Linked DNA regions of Mus musculus: region 1 is linked to region 2. A link is a contact called in public Hi-C data. All regions are on one chromosome and are shown on one strand. The core of a region is the stretch at or near the end of the contact, and the rest is flanking DNA. Distances in the headings are between cores, read along the strand shown. Region 1 overlaps Pde8a (phosphodiesterase 8A). Region 2 overlaps Slc28a1 (solute carrier family 28 (sodium-coupled nucleoside transporter), member 1).

The links. Hi-C and Micro-C count contacts between places; a contact is called where the count stands out from the background.
Region 1: a contact with region 2 is called in a Hi-C map of bone marrow-derived macrophages, with 42 read pairs. The contact joins two enhancer-like sites. A contact is called at or near these places in 2 of 15 datasets of contacts at CTCF or cohesin (the NIH/3T3 cell line and large pre-B cells), 3 of 484 Hi-C or Micro-C datasets (bone marrow-derived macrophages, nephron progenitors and rod photoreceptor), 6 of 115 datasets of contacts at active chromatin or transcription factors (the 230-238 cell line, CD8 T cells, embryonic fibroblasts and 2 more) and 1 of 9 other capture datasets (embryonic stem cells).

The regions. Positions count from the first base shown.
Region 1 is chr7:81,272,491-81,279,544 of GRCm38.p6, reverse strand. All of the region lies in intron 1 of Pde8a (phosphodiesterase 8A), which reads right to left. Among named protein-coding and RNA genes, the nearest start is that of Pde8a, 63 kb to the right of the region's middle. Within about 2 kb of position 3,379, at least 11 of the 459 cell types and tissues checked have an H3K27ac peak or open chromatin away from gene starts, as enhancers often do. A contact at or near this core is called in bone marrow-derived macrophages, where this site is marked.
Region 2 is chr7:81,163,142-81,170,215 of GRCm38.p6, reverse strand. Slc28a1 (solute carrier family 28 (sodium-coupled nucleoside transporter), member 1) reads right to left here. Exons shown (of 18, transcript NM_001004184.3): 13 at 5,777-5,945; 14 at 5,493-5,690; 15 at 2,169-2,250; 16 at 1,154-1,252; 17 at 938-1,049; 18 at 1-676. The coding sequence ends at 604. Among named protein-coding and RNA genes, the nearest start is that of Gm44968, 40 kb to the left of the region's middle. Within about 2 kb of position 2,900, at least 10 of the 459 cell types and tissues checked have an H3K27ac peak or open chromatin away from gene starts, as enhancers often do. A contact at or near this core is called in bone marrow-derived macrophages, where this site is marked.

The DNA of each region.
Region 1 (7,054 bases), core at 2,130-4,629, 110 kb before region 2:
TCTCCGTCAACTACTCTTCTCAAGCCATAAACCAAGTACAAAGAAAATATAACAAAACATGCTTAAGTAACCCACATATAATTTTAACTATGAAAAGCTGATTTTCCTGACTAGTTGTATGTCCATTTTAAATAAGTCAGGTCATTTGGGAAGAAACGTTCAATTGAGAAAATGCCTCCTCTAGGCGGCAAGTCTACATTAGTGATTGATGTGAGAAGGCCCAGCCCACTGTAGGTGGTTCCACCTCTGGCCTGGTTGTTCTTGGTGTTCTGGTTGTTCTTGGTTGTTCTTTCTTATAAGAAAGCAGGCTAAGCAAGCCACGAGTGAGCAAGCCAGTAAGCAGTGCTCTTTCACGTCTTCTGCACCAGTTCCTGCTCTGACGTCCCCGAATGACAGGCTTGTAAGCTGTAAAGTAAACTAAACCCTTTCCTCCCCCCCAAGTTACCTTTGGTCACGGTGCTTATCACAGTGGTAGAAACACTAACTAGGACACCAATATTCACTAATTATGAACCACCCATTAAGTTCCTGACTTGCCTTGTTTTGTTTCTCAAAAGGAATTAGAGAAATGAAGATCACTGTTACAGACCTAAGACTGAGGAATGAGGAACTTTCTGGAAAAGTGAAAGGTATGGAGCCCAGGTGCAGGAGGAGCCATCTATCGTCTTGGGACGTGTCACCATGGGATACCACAGTGACAATGGGCACAAATGAATGCTGAAGGCAGGACTGTCCAGGACAGTCAAATGACAGACTAGGGGAAGATGGCAGTGTGAGAAACAGCAGAAGCTTTCTACCTAGGCAATGCTGCTCTGGCAAACCGTGTCTACAATAACTCTTTGTTATCCCGTGTAGTCAGTTTCAGTCAATTTCACTCTTAGTGCCAGCCTGCCAGACTTAGCTCCATGGCAGGCAGTGTGCACACATTTCCAGACAGATCTGAATATAAATGTCAGGAAAGAGCATGGATATATAGGCCTCTTCCCTCCAAATCTCAGAAACTGGTGTTCCAATCAAAACTGTTGCTTATGATCACTGACTTCTGACCAACCAGGTAGCAGTAAAAACGGTGTTATGGGCAAATTTTTATCTATACACATTTGTATTAAGAGTCACAGGGGGCTAGAGAAGTGGCTCAGCACTAAACAGCACATAGTGTTCTTGCAGGACTAGAGTTTGGTTCCCAGCCCCCATTATCAGGCAGCTCACAACAGCCTGTGACTCCAGCTCCAGGGGAATCTGCTGCCCCAGCCTCCAAGGGCACCTGCACCTCCACAAGTGATACTTAATTAAAAAAATTAAATATCACAGTAGATCTCAAGCTGTCAACCTAACTTTATATTTTAAGGAACTAAAAAAAAAAAAAAAAAAAAAAAACATTACCAAAGCTTTCAGGAGAAAGGAAATAATAAAGATTAGTGTAGGGCTAAAGTAAAATAAAGAATAGACAATAGAAGAAACCAATAAAACCAAAATGTGATTATTAGGAAAAACACGTTGATGAACCTTTAGTTAGACAAAGAGAAAAGAGAAAAGCCTCAAATCACTAAATCACAAATGAAAGCAGATATATTCAAATTATCTGTCAATAAAAAAGATTGTAGAAATACAATGAACAGTTATGCACCTTTATTTAATTATGGATAACCTGGATCTAACAGACAAATTTTTAGAAACACAAAATCTGAGATTAAATCACACCAATACAGAAAATCTGAATAGACAAAAATCCTAGGATTGATGGCTTCTTTGATGAATTCTACCATTTAAAGAATTAGTATCAATCTTCTTCAAAGTTTCCCAGACAACTGAAGAGATGGAAATACTTCCCATGTCATTCTATAAATGTAGTATTACCCTGACACCCAAATTCGACAGAGATACGGGAAAGCTATACACCAATATTCCATAGGAACTGGATATAAAAATCCTCAACAAACGCTAGCAAACTCAACCCAGTAGCATATTAGAATGGTTATGTAGTGAGAATTTTGGTTTCTTTAAAAGCAGACATGTTACAACAATGTGTTTTGAGTATCATCCCAGGTGTGGAATACGGAGCTGCCTTAGATTGTCCACAGCAGCTGACTATGATTTGCCGCACGCTCTAGCAGGAGCGTGATTTCACCAGCTGCAGCCAGTTTCTGCAAGTGTATGATATCTGAAATTCTGGTGACTCTTGGGAGGGTCATACAAATGCTAGAGCCCTGAGAGGGGTGTGGCAGTGGCGGCGGCGGCGGCAGCAGCAGCTGTTACTGATTGCTGTTGTTGTGGTTTGTCAATAGTCATGTGCAAAGAGATGAGAAGAAATTGGATAACCTGACAGCAAAGATTAAACTTTGCCCCAAGGAACTCAAATGCCCCTAATCAGAAAAGTAGTCTAACGATATCGACACCCCCTTTCTCTGCTAGCCTTCATTCTCTCCTACCTAGTGTTGTGGTGTTGGAAAGGTGGAATAGGGGTGGAGAAAGGTGGCAGAAAAGGAGCCCACAAAGCAGCCCAAAGTCCAGTTCCATGGTTACACCTGGGTAAAGTGGTAGCCGCACAGGCATGAGAACCTGAGCTTGATACCGAGCATCCTCCTTAAAAAACAAAAACAAAAACAAAAAGCCAGCACTGCAGAGGCAAAGACAGGTGAATCCCTGGTACTCACTGGTCTAGACAAACTGATGAGCTCTGGACCAGCGGCAGATCCTACCTCATAAGGTGAGATGTTACCACACAAGTCAGTGACCTGAGTTTGAGCCTCAGAACCCACATAAAGGTGGAAGGAGATAGGTAAGGTCTGCTGAACTGCTCTCTGAAGTAGTTCTTAGACAGCTAAATGCCTGCCTCCACCCATGTGCTCATGCCCATGCACAAATAGCAAATAAAAAGCATAACAAAAAAACAAAACAAACAAACAAAGCCCCAAGCTAAACAGCTCCTGAAGAAAAACAATGAGATTGACCTCTGGCTTCCACATGGACACTCACACAAATACATGTGTACAACACACACACACACACACACACACACACACACATACACACACACACACACCAATAATGATATACCATTCACCAGATGAGAGTTATTCTTGGGATATCAGGATGATCTAATGTATGAAAATCAGCACATACAGTGCGCTAACCGAGTGGAGGGGATACCATATGATAATCCCAGCTGATGCAGAAGAGGCATCTGACAAGATTCTAAATAAACATCTTTTCCTGACAACAGTGGTTATCTAGGAGTAGAAGAGAACTACTAGCCATAACAAGCCCTCAGCAAGCACACCCAGCAGGCAAAGAGAGGAAGCAGTTCCTCTAACGTTAGGAACGAGGACAGAAGCCTGCTTCTCCACTTTTGTTCAACAGTCACTGAAGCTCTAGACAAAACAATGAGGCAAGGAAGACAAATGAGCCATTAAAATGGAAAAGGAGAAAGCTATCTTTACTCATGGATGATGCAACCTTAAATAAAGAAAACCTGAGGATCCCACAGGAAAGTTGCTAGAACTAGTAAATGAATTCAGCAGCATACAAGTTATAAACATCAGATACATTACCAGACTTAGTAACCTGAAAGGAATGTGGAAAGGATGCACTTGATAGAGAAGTGAAAAAAATAATATTCAGCTAGGGAGATGGCTCAGTCGGCAAATGTGTTCTGTGCCAGCTTGAATCTGTGGCACAGTCAGGCAAGAGTTGTACATTGATAACCCGAGTACTGGGTGGGGACAGAGACAAGCGGGTCTCAGGGGCTCACTTGCCAACCAGTTTAAGTAAAACAGTAAGCTCCAGGTTCAAGGAGACAGCATCTTTTGTTGTTGTTGTTTTTTAATTACTTTTATTTCCACCCCCAAGCCAGGACTTCCCACTCCCTGAGTCCTCAAGTCTCTCTAGGGTTAGGGGCATCTTCTCCCACTGAGACCAGACCAGGCAGTCCTCTGCTGTATATGTGTCGGGCCTTGGACCAGCTAGTGTATGCTGCCTGGTTGGTGGTTCAGTGTTTGAGAGATCTCAGGGGTCTGGGTTGGTTGAGATTGCTGGCCTTCCCATAGGGTTACCCTCCTCCTCAGCTTCTTCCAGCTTTTTCCCTAATTCAACCACAGGGGTCCCCAACTTCAGTCCAGTGGTTGGGTTTAAGTATCTGCATCTGAATTTTCAGCTGCTTGTTGGACTTCTCAGAGGACATGAGAGGCTCCTGTCTGTAAGCTCACCGTAGCATCAGTAATAGTGTCAGGCCTTGGGGCCTCCCCTTGAGATGGATCCCAAATTGAGTCGGTCACTGGACCTCCTTTCCCTCAGTCTCTTCTCCTTTTATGTCCTTGCAGTTCTTTTAGACAGGAACAAGTGGGATGGCAACCCCATCCCTCCACTTGATGCCCCGTCTTTCCACTGGAGGTGGACTTTACGAGTTCCCTCTCCCCACTTTTGGGCATTTCATCTAAGGCCCCTCCCTTTGAGTCCTGAGAGTCTCTCACCTCCCAGGTCTCTGGTACTTAAAAAGAGAGAGAGAGAGAAAGGCTGGGTGTAGCTGCACACACCTTTAATCAATCCCAGGGGCAGTTGAGTCATTAGGAGTTTGAATCTTTATGTGTAGGCCCACCTGATCTACACAGTGAGTTCCAAGCCAGCCAGGGCTATACAGTGAGACTGTCTCAAAAAAACCACAATAATGAGGAGGAAAAGTAGAAAGAAGAAGAGGAGGAAGAGGAAGAGGAGGAGGAAGGTGACAGAGGCAGTACCAACTGAGACCTCCTGAGTTAACACACACACACACATACACACACACACACCATGCACACATGCCACATACACACCAAAAGCTTTTCACTAACTAAATGGAAGCACATGTTTATAGATTAAAAGACAACATCACTAAGATGCCACTGCTACCTAAAGCAATCCATACAGTCATCAGGGTCCTTATTAAGATCTCTGTGATTTTCCTTTCTTTTCTTTTTGGCAGAAAGAGAAACATGCATTCTACAACTCATATGGAAACTCAGGGGATCCCTACTAGCCAAAACACTCTTGCAAATGGATGAATGACCTGCAAGACACTTCCTAATTTCAAAACTTAATACAAAACTACAGCAATCAAAGTCACATGGTGCTGGTATAGACAAAGAAACGAACAGAGAGACTAGAGAGACATTTAGCACATATCCTCAAATAATCTGTAGATGCCAAGACAACTCACCGGGGAAGAGGACAGTCTTCAACAAATGATGATGGGAAACTGTGCACTCTAAGGCAGATAAAAAGCTATGGAAATTGGAGTGTTACAATTTGTCGGAAGCACTACAAGACCCCTTATGCAGGAAAGACATGTGTTTCTTAAGTGTAGAAACATTGTCACTAAGCAGAAATGTTTTAAGGCTGGGTGACAAGTCATGTGACTCTCAGCTAAGCACTCACAGTAGCCACCGGATGGTTAGTTCATTTTATTTTGTGTATTTTCTTCGTGAGATCCTATCTCAGGAAAAAAAAATACACAAAATAAAATAAACTTACATTGTTAAGTCAAGCTGAGGGCCAGGACAGAAGCACAGAGGCAAATAACACCAAGCACGTGACCTACTCCAGACATCGGTGAGCAGCAGTGGGAGGCAGACAGACAGGTCCCTGAGTTCCAGGCCCGATTGATCTACAAAGCAAGGTCAGGAAAACCAGGGCTACACAGAGAAACCTGAGACAGCAGGCTGGAGAGGACGGCTCGGTGGTTACAGTGCTCACTGCTCATGTGGAGACTTAGATTTGGTTCCTAGCACATCGTGGCTCACAACCGCCTTTAATTCCAATTTCAGAGAATCTGATACCATCTTCCTGTGCCTCTGTAGGCCCCCTACATAAATGTAGCACACAAGCTCACATACATTAAAAAAAAAAAATCTTTGAAAAAGTTGGTGAGGTAACTTTTGGGAAAGAAGCCATAATTATATAGTCTCAACTTATAAAACTAGCCTAACCCATTTACTGGAGTAACTTTGAAAAATAAAGAAAATAATATGTTCATTCTTTAAAAGATTTAAAGCCAGGCGGTGGTGGCACACGCCTTTAATCCCAGCACTTGAGAGGCAGAGGCAGGCGGATTTCTGAGTTCGAGGCCAGCCTGGTCTTCAAAGTGAGTTCCAGGACAGGCAGGGCTATACAGAGAAACCCTGTCTCGAAAAACAAGCAAACAAACAAACAAACAAACAAGATTTAAGACCAAATTACAGCCACTGTAGAGTTTTAGGAGCATCACTGTACAAGGTCCATGTTTCAGCAAATCTCCACTGAACATTTTATTTATTTATAACTAGACTGCATTTAGCCTTACATCCTGTCTACAGGGAATATCCGGATCTTAGGACCTCTGTGGAGCACAGTATCAGTCCAGCCAGACAATCAGACAGCTACTGACCCCTGCGCACACCTCCTTCCCTACCATTACCACCTAGCAAAAAAATTACCCCCTCCAGGAAATCTGATGACATCACTCAGTGAGCAGATGTAAGTGACAGGTTCTCAGAGTAAACACCTCCCTGTCTGCTCCAGAAAAGGGAGGGGCCACTGGACTTCCTGCATCCATCCTTTTCTCACGCCTCAAAATCAAAGTCAACTGACCTTCAGGTCACAGCCACTTTAATCTAGGTTTTGCATTACTATTTATAATAATAATGTATATTAATTTTAATAATATATTATATATAATATAATATATAATTTTAATAATATATATTATATATTATATAATTTTTAATAATAGTGTATAATAATTTTTTCAAATCAATTTTAATAACATAGCTTTTATTTTATCTTTCAGCTTCAAATGTAGCTGACACTTTTAGATTGTTTTAGATAATAAGGAAACCACAGTATGTTCAAGAGTTGTGTCCTGATGGGCATGGTGATGCACGCCTTTAATCACTGTAGCAGAGACGAAGAGGGAGGCAGATCTCTGAGTTCAAGGGTAGCCTGGTCTATAGAGCCAGTTCCAGGACAGCCCGGGCTACACAGAGAAACCTTGTCTCTAGAAACCACTGTTAACAACAATAAAGAGTTGTGTCCTAATTTGTGT
Region 2 (7,074 bases), core at 1,651-4,150:
ATGGCCGCAGTGTGATAGTGCGCACCTGTACTCCTGACACTCAGGGGTGACGGCGGGAGGACAGAGGAATAGGGTGACCTCAGCTACAGAGTAAGGTCAATGCTAGAAGGAGCTACATGAGACCCATCTAGAACATCAACAAACCCACCAAGCTCGCATCAAACTTTACCGAGTCAGAGTGGAGCCTGGGCCACTCTGACATCACACCTAATGAGATGGTGCCCCACAGGACACTGGGGTGGAAAGCACTCTTGGAGACTGGGCGGAAGAAGGTCTCTAGAGACAGCTTCTGGGGGCACCCAGCAAGTCCGGTGCTTGGAAGGGAGCAGGGAGGAGGCTTTGGGCAGGTGCACATGAGGGTCCCAAAGAAAGAGGAATAGAGAGGACCAGAATGTCTGCTCTCAGAGGGCGAGGGGGCCGACTAGACACTGGGAACCCACACTTGGAGAGGTAGGACATGGGGAGCAGCAACGGGACCAGGGTGTGAGGCGTCTGTCATTCACTGCAGCGCCTTTTCCCAGCTGTGGGATGGAAGTCGTGGTGAGTCCCATGGCCTTATCCAGGATGGATGAGCCTTGAGGTTAGGAAGATATTTGGTCCCAGCTACGTGCAGACTGTGTGATTGTAAAATCGACAGCAGTTGTGCAGTGCCTCTTGGCCAAACTCCAAGCTGGTGCTGAAAAGAAAGCAGTACACTATCCAGGCTGCTTCTATAGCAATTAATAGGCTGTGCAGCCCTGGGAAAGTCACTCCACATCTCTAGTCTACCTTTCCTCCCCAGCCTTTGTCTTTAAGCCTTTATTTCTTCCTCTCTTGGTCAAGGCTGCTGCAGCCATGACATTCGTACCCAGGTACCCTGGCTCCTAGTGCCAAAAGCAAGAGGGTACTTGGGTTTTTTGCTCTATGACTCTCACATACAGCCCAGGCAGGCACTCACTTTTGGAAGACTTGGCGACAGCACAGGTAAACCTCAAAGCTGCTGCTGCTGACAGTTTGGTTCAGAAGAGACATGCAGTCCACCTCGACCCCCCGGGGCACATAGAGGATCCCTGTGGAAGGAAACAACCTGGAGAGTTGGCTCAGGAGCCAGCACTGCCTGAGAGGGGGTAGAAAGCAAGGGGTCGGAATTCTGAGGCCGCTGCACAGCACTCACCTGCCACACAGGCGTTTACCAGGGACACGAAGGCCCCTGTGATCAGTGCCCGTAGCACAATCTGGGAGAAGTCACTCCTCCGCTGGGGGACCATGGAGGCTGCCGGGGTGCAAGAGAGCTTAGGGCCAAGGAAGCCACCCACCCCTTTGCCCATTTCCTGAAGCCCTGGCACTGCCCTCCTGGCTTTGCTCTCTGGCCCAGCATCCAATTATGTCCTCTTCACCATCACCCACTGTAGCAGGAGGAAAGATAGAAGTTCTCTCTCTCTCTCTCTCTCATCAGGGTCTCACACAGCCCAAGCTGGCCTTGAACTTCCCCCATGTAGTCAAGAATGACTTTAAATTCCTGATCTTCCTGCTGCTCCCAGATGCTCCAAATGTTGAGATTTCAGGCATGAGCCACTGTGCCCAGTCTACGTGGTACTGGAGATAAAACACAGGACCCTGAGCATGTAGAGCAAGCTCTAGCAACTGAGCTACACCCCAGCCCTTGGAGTGTGTGCTATTGTTTGGTTTGTGACAAGGTCTCATACAGCCCAGCCTTGGCTTTGAGTCAGGATTCTCTGATTTCATTCTTCTGGATGAAGGGGTTGTGGATGTATGTCACTATGCCCAGCTAGGAAGATGAGTCCCCAATGTGGCAAATCAAGGACTAGGTCCAGGCCAAGACCCTTCCTGGCCATCACCTCATTTTTCTCTACCCTGAAAGGCTGCTGTGCCCATGCATGCAGAGCCACGTTCATGAGGGACCTTCCTCTCCCTGGCCGGCTGTGAGAGCATAGTGAGAAGCAGAGGTAAGCCAGAAAACTCACATTTTTTTTGAGTGTGTGTGTGTGTGTGTGTGTGTGTGTGTATGTAGGGAGCGGGGAAGGGAGCAGAAAGGGGCTGCGGTGAGGGTGTCTGTCCTCCATTTACCTGTGACCTCCACCCTTTACTCTGCATATTGTCCCACCAACCCTCCCCACCCTCCCCTGGAGTTCTCCTGTCCCCTGGGAGCTGCCCAGCCCGGGACTCACTCAGACCCCCCAGCATGATGCCAATGGAGCTGAAGTTGGCGAATCCACAGAGGGCATACGTCGTCAGGATCTCTGCTCTGACCTGAAAATGCAGATTACAAGGAGGCCTCCCTCCAGGACATGAAGCATCCCTGGCCTTCATTCACTCAGTTCCTTTATGGCCTTGGTCTTGGAGCCCCTGTGATAGAGCTCTGCTGGCCACATGCTCCCACTCTAAGTCAGCTCGTACTCAGCTACCCCCCACCCCCCACAAGCCTCTCTCTCAGCTGTCCTTCAGCCTGTGTCCTTAAGACACACCTTTTGTTTTGTGTTTTTGAGACAGAACCTCAAGTCGCCCTAGACTGTCCTCGAGCTCATTATATCAAGAATGATCTCGAACTCCTGACCTTCCTGCTTCCACCTCTGAAGTTACAGACAGTAATCTACAGCACTGTGCCCAACTTGTGCAGCGCTGGAAATCGAACCCAGGGCTTCATGTATGCTAGGCCACTCTACCAGCTAAGCTACATCCCCTGTCCAATTACCAGCTTTTTGGGTTCTGATTCAGGCTGGTTCAAGTGTGCCAAAGGCCACCTTTTCTCCCATCTCTGCAGTCTCTTGCTTCTTTCTGGTCTCTGCAAATACCTGTACTTTAGGGGCTGGCGAGAAGGCTCAGTGGTTAAGAGCACTGACTGCTCTTCCAGAGAACCTGAATTCAGCAACCACTGGTGGCTCACAGCCATCTATAATGGGCTCTGATGCCCTCTACTGGAATGTAGGTGTACATGCAGATAGAGCCCTCATACATAAAGTAAACAAGTCTAAACAAAAAAGATACAAACCTCTCCTTATTAGGAGCTTAAAAACAAAACAAACAGCCGGGGCATAGTGGCGCAAGCCTTTAATCCCAGCACTCAGGAGGCAGAGACAGGAGGATTTCTGAGTTTGAAGCCAGCCTGGTCTACAAAGTGAGTTCTAGGACAGCCAGGACTATACAGAGAAACCCTGTCTCGAAAAACAAAAACAAACAAACAAAAATGGAACACTTTGAAGTAATTGCTTGCTACTCATGCCTCACACCATAGATTAAGTAAATTTTAGACCACTGAAGAAAAGACGTATTTTAAACATAAAACCATAGGCTACCATAGGATAATGACTATAGCTTCAAGGTAGTTGTGTCCTACTCATTTGGGGGTTGACTAAATACGCTAAGGCTCACAAAGTCCAGTGGCAGAAGCTCACATAGACAAGGCAGCTGTGCCAGAGGTGGCGGCATCCAGTCCTGTCCAGCTCAGCTCAAGGTCTTACCAGTTCATCTCGTTGTTTCTGGAATTTTTGTTTGTTTGTTTTTGTTTCTGGAATTTGATACTTACACAACCACTTTATAAGATTAGAAAGAAGGGAATGGAAAAGGGAAATCTTTCAGAGAGAAAGGTTTGGTATAAAAATTATTGTTTAAAAAAATTAAATTCTTTCAAACAAAATTAAGAGGAGGGAATAATAGGGGGAAATTACAGAAAGCCATAACAGAAATAATCTAGGCCTGGTGGCCTGGCCTTGAACTCCTAGTTAGATGGAGGTTAGAGGACTATGAACTGAAGGCTTGCCTGGGTAACTTAATGAGACTTTGTCTCAAAGCAAAACTGGAAACATTCTAAAGGTAAGAAAATTTTTCTGGAATTCTTTTCTTTAAACACATTTTCTTTAAATGTGCTTTGATGTTATGCCTGCATGTGCATACATATGAGGATATCAGAGCTCTCGGAACTGGAGTTATAGAGTTCTGAGCTGTCATGTGGGTGCTGGAAATTGAACCTAGGTTCTCTAGAAGAGCAACTAGTGCTTTAAACTGCTGAGCCATCTTTCCAACCCTCTTGGTACTCTCTAAGTAGCCAAGTATGGTCCTGAATTTGTGATCCTCCTGCCTCTGCTAACTGAGGATTGGGCTTAACAATTTGTGCAGTGCTGGGGATCAAACCCAGAGCTCTGTGCATGCCATTCAAACATTCTGCCAAATGGGCTTCATCTTCAGCCCTCAACATGCCTTCAAATACAGACTTCCAGTGCAGCTTTATTTCTGGGGGTAACTGTAGTGAGGCACACTGAGGCGGCACTTAGCCTCTACTATAGCAGTTAGGAAAGTTGCTCCAGGAGGGCTTGGCATGGAGTTGTGCTTAACCACACCTCAGGAAGCTCCTGAAGAAATGACCCAGGAAGCAGGGAAAGTTCTACACTGAGATATTCACTTCAACATCGTCATACACATAGCCAGACAAGGAGTTCAGCTGATGATCCAAGAGCACAATGCTGGAAAATATGGTAGACACTCTAGTTTGGGCCTGTGAGATAGCTCAGCAGGTGAAATGCTGTCATTATGCATGACATTCTAAGGTCAGTCAATTCCTACAAATCACCTTCTGGCTTCCATACGTGTGATATGGGAGAGAGAGAAGAGAGAGAGAGAGAGAGAGAGAGAGAGAGAGAGAGAGAGAGAGAGAGAGAAGAGGGAGGAGGGGAGAGAGGGGAGGGAAGAGTGGGGAGAAGAGGGGGCATACATACACACAGAGAAACACAGGCATATACACACAAATACTCTCTTTCTCTCTCACACACACACACCCACACACTGAAATAACTATTATATATTTTAAAGATAACATGAATTTTGGAGCCAGGCATGGTGGCAAATGCGTTTAAGCCCAGCATTCAGGAGGTAAAGGCTGGCCTAGTCTACAGAGGGAGTTCCAGGCCAGAAAAACCCTGTCTCTTTAAACAAAAACCAAAATCAAAATAAATAACCAAACAAAAAGATAAGTAAATTTCTAATGGTGTATAGCTCAGTGTTTGGTGTGCATGAGGGCCTAGTACAATCTTAAGCATTGAAAATAAAAAGCTCAATAGATACACCCTAATGAGGATGGGGAAAGCTGGCTACAATGTAACATAGATAAGCAACTGTGTAAATTCTGTCTTAGAACAAACAGCTGGCCATGAAGGCTCACTCCTGTAATCCCAGCACTTGGAAGGCAGACGCAGAAGGAGTTCAAGGCCATTCTTCTATATATCTTTGGCCAGCCTGGGCTACATGAATCCATATCCCCAAAACAACACACGAAAAAGAAGAAAACAGATAAAAGCAATCGCTGTTGTCTAAGGATAGCGAGATTATTATAGACATTTAAAAAAAAATTCCTAACATTAGGTTATGACTCTGTATTCTTTCAGAAAGGTTAATTTTATAATTGCATGGCTTACATAATTTTGTTCATGGCAGTGTTTTTAGGATAAATGTTAATAACCCGCTTTCCAAAATAGAGGCAAGAAGCGGATCAGGACACTCACAGAGATCCACTGTTTCTTGTCACCAAGCCACTCCTCAGCCCCTGCCAGGCGTCGCTGCTTGTACTGGGAAAGCTCTTGATAGGCCACAAACTCATTGAGAAACAGCTTGATGCCCAGCAGCTCAGCCACTACTGGACAGTCCTCCCAGGCCACGCCCATCAAGAAGGCCACAGGCCGCAGGACGTAGGAGCAGATGAGCTGAGGATAAAAAGGCAAGAGAACTGGGTGAGATGGAGGGCTCTTCCAGGTATGTCCTGAGACCATCCCTTCCACCACAGCCACACCTGGAAGCTGAGTCCCTGGATGTCCACCATGTCCCCCAGCCAGGAGAGGGCAGCGTTGATGAAGGCCAGTACAGCCAGGAAGGCGATCAGATTGGCAGCAATGTTGGCAACGACCTTCACTGAGATGGCAGCCCCAGCGCTGGCTGCTTCCACGAGGTTCTGGGCATCTCTACCATTGGGATCAACAGGTGTCATTACTAGCATGTCCCTATGATCAGTGAATGTCCCCACCTTATACGGAAAGGGGCTTCAACAGAGGGTTTCAAAACCAAGGAGGTTTTTTTTTTTTTTTTTTTTTTTTTTTCTGAGACAAGGAGATAAATGACTTTAAGAGAGAGGGAGTGTGGGGGGGGGGGTGCTCCTGGCCAAAGAATGAGAAAGCACCCAGGTTTTTAGGCTGTGCTGCAAGATAGAAGTTCAGTGTGTCTCTGGCCACTGGAATCAAGCTGGGTCTAACCAAGGTGTGTTGTAAATGTAGTAAACCCCTCAGAGTTTGAGGGTTTGAGAAGAGGGAGAGGGAGGGGTATGTTAGGTTTGTTTGTTTGTTTTGTTTTGTTTTGTTCTTGTTTTTTTGTTTTTGTTTGTTTGTTTTTTTTGTTGTTGTTTTTTCGAGACAGGGTTTCTCTGTATAGCCCTGGTTGTCCTGGAACTCACTTTGTAGACCAGGCTGGCCTTGAACTCAGAAATCTGCCTGCCTCTGCCTCCCAAGTGCTGGAATTAAAGGTGTGTGCCACCACTGCCTGGCTAGATTTATTTTTTTGAGACATGATCTCTCTATATGTCTTGGTTCCTGATTATCCTGGAACTCATTATGTAGACCAGGCTGGCCTAAAACTCAGAGCTCCACCTGTCTGCCAGATACTGAGATTAAAGACCTGTGCTGCCATGTCTGGACTCTTACTATTTTTATTGATCACATGCTGAAATGGAGATATTTTTGATATATTGGACTAAGCAAAAGATTTTATTGAGAGCATATGTTTCTCTTATTTTTAAAAAATCAGGCCAGAAGCCAGGCATGAGGGCCAGCAGATCTCTGTACGTTTGAGGCCAGCCTGGTCTACACAGTGAGTTCTAAGTCAGCTAGGAAAGACTATGTCTAAAAAAAAAAGATGCTTGCTGCTAAGGATGACAACATAAACCTAATGCTTTGAGCGAGAATGAGCTTCCACGGGAGCTGTTGGGATCAGCTTGCTTTCAAGATGCACTGAGCTCTCAACTGCTACCTTATCTTGAAGGTCAGCCGAGAAACCTGTGTGTTTCTCACCTCTGTGATCAGCACCCCCCTCAGAAAGAAA